Regions from separate parts of the Sus scrofa genome. Here region 2 is linked to region 1. A link is a contact called in public Hi-C data. All regions are on one chromosome and are shown on one strand. The core of a region is the stretch at or near the end of the contact, and the rest is flanking DNA. Distances in the headings are between cores, read along the strand shown. Region 1 overlaps STAT4 (signal transducer and activator of transcription 4). Region 2 holds the start of STAT4 (signal transducer and activator of transcription 4).

Region 1 (3,992 bases), core at 731-3,230:
ATCACCCTTGTTCTTTTTTTTTTTTTTTTTTTGTCTTTTTAAGGCTGCACCCATGGCATATGGAGGTTCCCAGGCTAGGGGTTGAATCAGAGCTATAGCTGCCGGCCTATGCCACAGCCAGAGCAATGAAGGATCCAAGCTGCATCTGCAACCTACACCACAGCTCACAGAAATGCTGGATCCTTAACCCATTGAGCAAGGCCAGGGATTAAACCCACATCCTCATGTAGTCTAGCAGGGTTTGTTAACCACTGAGCCATGATGGGAACTCCTCACCCTTGTTTTTTAATACACTCGAGTACCCAAGGCAGAGGCAAGTACTCCACATCTACCAGCTCTCACCTGTAAGCTTCTCAGCCAGCATATTGAGTTGATCTGAGTTAAGGCCACGGCCAACATATGATGAAAACTGCCAGCTCATCACTTCTAGGAGTTGACTCAAAGTAGCAGATGGAGGATTATTAAAGAAAACCAAGTTCTGAAATAGAGTTGTAGTGATGATCATATTTATTAATCACATTGAATGCACTGTAGCTCAATATATTGGATTCCTGATTTAAACCCTTTAGGCCAACCTAAGATAATAAACACAGAACTATTGCCTTATCTCTTCTGTGCTTTTTAATTAAAACTGATTTTGTCTTTTCCTAAGGAGGGCCTTGTTCTCTGAATGTAATACAATGTATGTCTCTAGCTTATCCTTCAAAGAATCTTTGGGCATCTCTTTAACTTTCTCTGGACCACGGACTATCAATCAACTCATACAAGTACTTAATACTGTCCAACAAATAATTAGATACCTTCTTCTGAAAGAGTGCTGAAATAGCTCAGTTGGGAGAACACTGGGCTGAAATAATATTAGTCTTAAATAAAACCTGTATCATGTTATTTAATGGTTTATCATAGGTTGGGGCAAGTTATACCTTGACCCAAAGCACAAAAACAAAGCATTCCAAAGCACAAAACCTGTTAAGTCCAAGGTTAAGGAAAGGAAACTTACAATGTGAATTCATAATTAAAGGGGACTCCTATTTTATGGATAGTAGTTTTTCCTTATTTTGCTCTAGACTAGAGGATCTTTTGTATGATCAACTGCAAATAAGACTGTTTATACCAGAAACAGAGTCAAAAATGATGGAACAGAAGACTTCGCCTCAGATTACTGGAAGGCAGAAGGTGTTTTAGGAAGGGAAAGGGGGAAGAATTGAGAAATCTGTTGCAGTATGGGGAGAAGGACTTCAGTGAACATAAACAAAGCTAGGCTGCAAGAAAAAGGAACCAATTCTAGAGATTTCAGAAGGTAAGAAGAAAAGAGGACACAACATGCAACAAGAAGTGGGAGATAGGAAGGGGAGGACTGGAAAGAAGGAATTTCTAGAGGGGCAGATTTCCTTGAATATGAGAATTATGTCTGGACAAATGACCAAAAAGCATAGAATGTGACCAAGGTTTAGGAGCTTAGGTTTTGAAACAGAACAGTCAGGAGAAACCAGACTTAGTTGTGCTGAACACTGTAAGTAGGCTGTGCATTTATGTGATAGGAGGTGTATATGAAAAATGTCTCCAGGTTCTTCATCCAAGACTGGAGCAGAATCTGAGATGGTTAGTGTGACAGCTTTGGTGGCTTTCTTAAAGAGAAAGGATGCTGAAGACAGCTAGGTGCGGCAGCCCTGCACTCTGAGGCTGGAGGAAGAAGTAGTTTTTGTCCTACATCCTGGAGTTGGATGAAAAGCTCCAAACATGTGTAGCTCCTAACGGAGAACGACATTACATCTCAGAGGTGTTGGCTGTCCTTGGCTTTAAGGTCCACCTAGCTTTCCTAATGAGTTCTATTCTCACTGCAGCCTGAGAGGAAGCAAGGCACAGGCACCCTGAGCAGCCTTCCTCTTTGCCTCTCTTTCCCTCCTTCCAACTGCCTCAGATGCCAGGGCGCCAGAGGATGAGAAGGAATCTGGCTGAGTCATTTTCCACATTGTTCCCTTATTAGGTACATTAAATAAAAAGGGAAGGAACAGTTGGAGCTGACTCATCAGGACTCCTCCTATTACTGCTAGGGCCTGAGTTAAGATAATTCTTCCCTTTGGAAGGAACATTTGTTTTGAATCAGGAAGAAATGTTGTTATTTATATCTGACCTAATTTCTTTAGACCTTGGTGGTTTCCCGGACAACACACTGGGGTTTTGTAAGAGGGAACAAGGGGAAATGCTGACTCATCTTTTTTGCCACACCCTTCCTTGGTGGTCTTTTATGAAGAGCTATTCTCTTGCTCCCTTTGAAACTTGAGGCTAACTTTGAGCCATACCTTAAATGACCACCAGATGGCATTAAAACCCAATTTGAGCCTAGAGTGGATTAAAGCTATAATTAACTTGAAAGGATTAAATCTATTATCAACTCAAAAATTTGTACAGTGTTGTTAGGAAAGATTGATGAATATTCTAGCCACTTATTTGGAAACCAATTCTCCACCTCTGTGGAACAGGCTGTGTGTGGAAAAGATGTGGCCAGAAGTAGGTGAGGAGGTAAACCCAGCAGTAAGTCATTAAATTCTGGAATAAAGTTTCCCCAGAGCCCAATTAACAGAGCCACAGGATGGCCCTAGAACTCTCCGTGATACACGTAGTTGAGAGCTGACCAGACCCTCAGAAGTAATAAATACTTGTCTGTCACTATTGCAGTGTTCAGAGTCCAAATACATCAGAACATATTACTTTATAGATATGACATAAGGGAGGAATCATACAACTGAATATACTGGAGTTCTGGAATAAAAAAAACCCACAAAGATATGTGTGTGCATATATATATCTTGATACAGATAGGCTTTGTTGACAATAAAATGAATCAAATAGCATTAAAGGAGGAGAAATCGGAATAGAGACTCTACCTGGGAATCATTGGTTGACACATTGTACCAAATGATGGATGCCCAAGCATTAGGTAACTGACTGACATTAGAAATCATCACCACAGGTAATGAGCAGGTCTGATTAAAAAAAAAAAAAGAACAGTTATAACAGGTAGCAGCGTCTTAAATTGATTTTACACTTGGCCCTTTCCCCTAAAGGACCATCTCAAGCCAACCCCACTCCTCCAATCATGATATCTACACTACCTTGTTCACTAAAATGACTTGTGAAGGCACTGGAACCTTCTGAGCATATGTGAGTCAAGGTACAGGGAGGAAAGAAGCTAAAAATAGGAACCCTGGGAGTTCTTTTGTGGTGCAGTGGGTTAAGGATCTGGCGTTGTCCCTGCAGCAGCTCAGGTTGCTGCTGCTGCGTGGGTTTAATTCCTGGCCCGGGGAACTTTCACATGCTGTTATCGTTGCCCCCAAAAAGTAAAAGAAAAAAATAGGAATCCTTTCAGCATGCTTGGTCAGTCAGCTTCTCCAATATCTTCCCTGACATTGTGTAGATATGGCCTAAAATGCAACTACTTAGAGCTTGTACTGACTTAGCAACTTTCCTCTTAATAGGTTACATTAAAGAATCTAATGTTAAATCTATCTCTGGGATGGATTAATGTATTCAAATTATGATCTAACATCTAATTAATGTCAGTTCCAGACATGGGTATTTTAACTGTAGAAGATGGAGAGGTAAGCAATTTTGGAATACAAAGTGCTGTGGGAGACCGAGCTGCCTCCTCTGTTGTCGCACTCAGCTTAGTACTGCTGGTGCTGAAGTTTTCAACCTTATGGAATAAACAGGCTTCATAGACTAGTCTGGAAAACTAATCAACTTACATTCATCCCTTTCCACCAACAGAGGTTAGAATGTTTGTACATAGTGAGATACCCAGTTGAGGAACTTAATGGCTTAGGGAAACAGACATTTAGGTAAAAAAGATGAGGAAGGAACCTATGGCAATTTTATAAACATGTTTACATTGATTAAGATAAAAGAGCAGGAGTTCCTGTTGTGGGCAGGGGTAGCAAACCCTACTAGGATCCATGAGTATGTGGGTTCGATCCCTGGCCTTGTTCAGT
Region 2 (3,992 bases), core at 852-3,351, 97 kb after region 1:
CACTTTTGTGGCTCTAATTCTTCTGGTTCAAAATACCTCTGAACAACTAAATATTTTTATTTCTCTCTGTGATGACCCATTTTGGCTTGGCAAAGGTTTTAAAGTCTACTTTTTAAATTAGTCTCTGATGTGTACCTGACAATGGTTAAAGCCTCAAGATACTTAAGAAGAAACCACACTTGACGCATAGTTGGCAGCCTGTCATAAAACAGAAGTATGTGTTTTCCCATCATAACCCCACTCTGGCCAATTTAGAAGCTTTAAGACATATTTCTTAACTCAGGGAAATTAATATGATGTCTCCTCTTTTTTTCTTTTTATTTTTTTAGGGCCACATCTACGGCATATGGAAGTTCCCAGGCTAGGGGTCTAAACGGAATGCAGCTGGAGCCTATGTCACAACCACAGCAACACCAGATCCAAGCTGCATCTGTGAACTACACCACAGCTTGAGGTAATGCCAGATCCTTAACCCACTGAATGAGGTCACGGGTCAAACCTGCATCCTCAGTGATACTATGCCAGGTTCTTAACCTGCTAAGCCACAATGGGAACTCCAATATGATGTCTCCTTGAAGTTATAATATTTTACTTTTTCCAAAGTCAAATTTTTTTATTGTTTTGTCAGTAATTCTAAATCAAAGGGAAAAAAAAACTGTTATGTGAATAATCACCACAGTATTTCAACCTATCTCACAGGTTGCCTTTTGCCTACGGAAAGACCATCATGATGATACATTTCATATATTTCAAATATATATTTCAGGTTTCATATGGAACCACTTGGGGGCATCTTTTCTCTGAACTAAATGTATAGAAGAAAGTTATTGCCAATGTTTTGCTAAAAGAAAGCAACTGGAAAAATAATTGTTTTACTTTCCTATCACTTTGTATTTACACATATAGTCCTGGGTGTATTGTAGGTGCTCAACAAATGCTTGTTAAGAGAAGAATGACAGGCACACCTGATGTTGTGAATAGCACAGGTGGATAGTATTACCCAGCTTTGAAATGAAAAAAATCTGAGGGACAAGTAGGTTAATGACCCTAGCTTAAGACACACAGATCCTAAGTATGGACCTGAGGTCTCCTGGTTCTTTCCAGATGGGTGTAAACACATTCCATGCAAAACTGAAACATTTGTTCCCATACTGCTATTGCCATCATCCTGCTCTGTCCCTATCAATTTATTCTAGTTAATGACCAGAACATGGGCTGAAAATAACAATTGTAGTTGCTACTACTGTTAAATCCTTGCTATGATTTGGATGAAAATCTGTTTTCTAAGAATTAACTGGACTGAACCCATCCTAAAGTTAGATAGATCACTCTAAGACCTGAAGCCACCTTCCAGAGAGCTGAACTTAAGGATGAAAAGGGAAAGGATTATAGTCTTAGGACATTCTTCTCTGTTGCAGTATCTAGAAATGCTTTTAAAATATCTAAAAACATCTAATTCTCACACCCTAAGATAACTATGGAGCATTTCTTTTGCAAACTGAGTGCCTGCCTATTCTCTTGTAATGCCTGGCCCTAAAAGATCCCTATAAAGGGTCACTTTGTCCCACCACCTGGGAGCTAATGGTACCCCCTTGGTTCTGTGACCCGCAGCTTGCAAAGATGACATGCCTTAAAACATCACTGTTCTCATCAAATCTTCAATCACTAGCTACCTCAGCTGCGGGCTTTTTGCTGAAACAGGCTTGCAATCTAATGTCACGCATTATAGCTCACAAAAGCTGGCAAAGAAAGTGAGGCACCCCCTCCCCTCTTCCAGCACTTCACGAGGGCTCACTCCGCATCGGCCACAACGCACCCACCTACCCAGGGGTTCAGATCCCGGGGGCAGAGCGCCCAGTCTCACCGGGAGACCCGCGCCGGAGTGCACCTTTGAATCATGGAGTCGTTCGCTTCTTTTTAAACTACCCATCCTCAGCTAGGTTAACGTGAAGTTAACTGTCAACATAGCCAGGGAACCGCAGAGCCTCCGCAGCGTCCTGCATAAGCGTTTCCTGGCCCGCGCTCCTCCGGAGCAGCAACGCGAAGGTGTGGTCTGCCTCCTTACCTGCTCCCTCAGCCCGGGTCCCAGGCGGTGCTCAAGTCCAAAGTCGGAATCACCCTTCACTGTCCCCAGGACCAAGCCGCTGACGCCATCGTCAGTAGGGGATTTGCATTTCTCCTCCCACTTGAGGCTTTCCTGTGCGTCAGTGTTAAAGAGTCTCTGGTCTCTGGGACTTTACTCGGGTCGTTCCCACCCACTCTATTCTAGAAACGCTAAAGAGCAGAAACGGTCTGGCTGAAGCCCCTTTGGAGGCACCCTCTCCTCATCCCCACCAACACTCTGGCCACTGGGCATGACCCACGGGTGTCAGAAGGAAAGGGTCGGTGGGGACCACACACACCCATTTTCTTCCGGTTTCCCCAGACCTGAGACACCCCACAACCTCCCAGCAGCAGCAGCGGCATCAGCAGCAGACTTACTTGCCTGGAGCCAAATTCCTGGCTCCCTCCGTTCAGACTTCTCTCACCGTGGTGAGCCAGTCCCTGGGAATAAAGGGGAAGGTAGCTGGGATGAAAACATTCAGTCGAAGACCTCACTGTGCTCCAATTCCAGCAGGGTTTGCTCACTGGGAGGAGAACAACCTCACCCTCAGATCTGGGCCAGCTCCTGAGCAGGCCTTGGACACCGGCCCTCGCTAGCCCAGCATCCTCTTTCCCTCCTCAGTGGCCCTACACCTGGTTGCTGGAGTATGCCCTTGGCCCTTTGTGACCTGGACCTGTTCTAGAATCCTAGAGCTGGAGAGAGCCTTGACCTCATCTGGTTCTAGCTCCTCTCTCATATCTGAAGAGACAGGCCCAGAGAGGTGACCAGAGTTACTCACTGAGCCAGCCCCTGAGCCTGGATAAAAGTCAGACAGTTTCAACTCCCTCGGTGCTCTTTTCATCTCCTCCAAGCTAGATGTTAACCCCCTGTCACACAGTAAGAGTTTTATAAACATTCAAGAAAATTAGGGCAAAAATGAAGATAGACTAGAAGAGCTAGGTAGAAAGACTCAATCTGCTTCTGGACATGCCCAGAGCAATCTACCAAGGTAAAAGTCCCTGTTTCACACCACAGGATTCTCTTCCTCTTTCAGGAGACATCATTATCAAGTGATTAAATTTACTACCTCTCTCTCACAAAAAAAAAAAAAAAAGTAAGTCAATCAGCCCCAGAGTCACATATCTAAATTTAAATTTAATATTGGTCAGGTAAAGCTGGTCCTGGATGCTTGCTCACTGGGCAGTTTCCAGGAGCCTATGCTGCTCTGTCCCCAGCTGAACAAAGTGCCGCATTTGGGCCATTCCATAAGCTATGAGGCAAAGGTTGGCTTTCTTCTGGGGAAGTGGTCACTGCCTAAAGTAAAAAGTCCAAATTCTTGGCACTCAAAATTCTGTATAGTTTGGTCCTAACCTCTCTTGCGAACTTTTCTTCCCATCCCCTTCCTCTCAAAAACCCGTGATCTGATACTGGCCAGTCCTTTTTCTCCCTAGACGAACCCTTGTGCTTCAGTACTGATCCTCGCTTCAGCTGCAGTTTCTCTTCAATTTGTCTACTTATTGAAATCCTCTCCTTCTCTGTGACAATTTCACGGATGACCTCAACCCAATTTTTCCCTGCCCTGAGTTCTCATCATACTTCCCATCCAAACCAGTGCTGTCCAAGAGAAATAAAATGCAAGCCACATAAATTTGAATTTCCTAGTAGCTGTATTAAAAAAGGAAAAAGAGGCAGGTGAAATTAATTTCATTACTATATATAACCCAGTTCATACAGAATAGTAACATTTCAGCATATAACCGGTATAAAAAGTTATTAATGAGAGACAGAATTCCTTATTTCACACAAAATCTGTGGAGCTAGGTGTGTATTTGGCACTGAGGACATCTCAAGTCAGACTTTCCAAATTTTAAGTGCTTAATAGCTACATGTAGCTAGTGGCTACGTATTG

Evidence for each region. A called contact is a pair of places that touch in the nucleus more often than the background predicts.
Region 2: a contact with region 1 is called in a Hi-C map of retroperitoneal adipose tissue, with 3 times the contacts expected there. The contact joins the promoter of STAT4 here to the enhancer-like site in region 1. A contact is called at or near these places in 3 of 5 promoter capture datasets (fetal liver, fetal skeletal muscle and liver), 31 of 47 Hi-C or Micro-C datasets (adipocytes, adipose tissue, alveolar macrophages and 17 more) and 2 of 2 datasets of contacts at active chromatin or transcription factors (alveolar macrophages and skeletal muscle).

The regions. Positions count from the first base shown.
Region 1 is chr15:95,664,816-95,668,807 of Sscrofa11.1, forward strand. It overlaps STAT4 (signal transducer and activator of transcription 4), which reads right to left. Exons shown (of 24, transcript NM_001197305.1): 16 at 2,889-2,987; 17 at 343-478. Among named protein-coding and RNA genes, the nearest start is that of STAT1, 24 kb to the left of the region's middle. Within about 2 kb of position 1,981, at least 28 of the 83 cell types and tissues checked have an H3K27ac peak or open chromatin away from gene starts, as enhancers often do. A contact at or near this core is called in adipose tissue, alveolar macrophages, embryonic fibroblasts and 4 more, where this site is marked.
Region 2 is chr15:95,761,345-95,765,336 of Sscrofa11.1, forward strand. STAT4 (signal transducer and activator of transcription 4) reads right to left here and starts at 2,102. Exons shown (of 24, transcript NM_001197305.1): 1 at 2,066-2,102.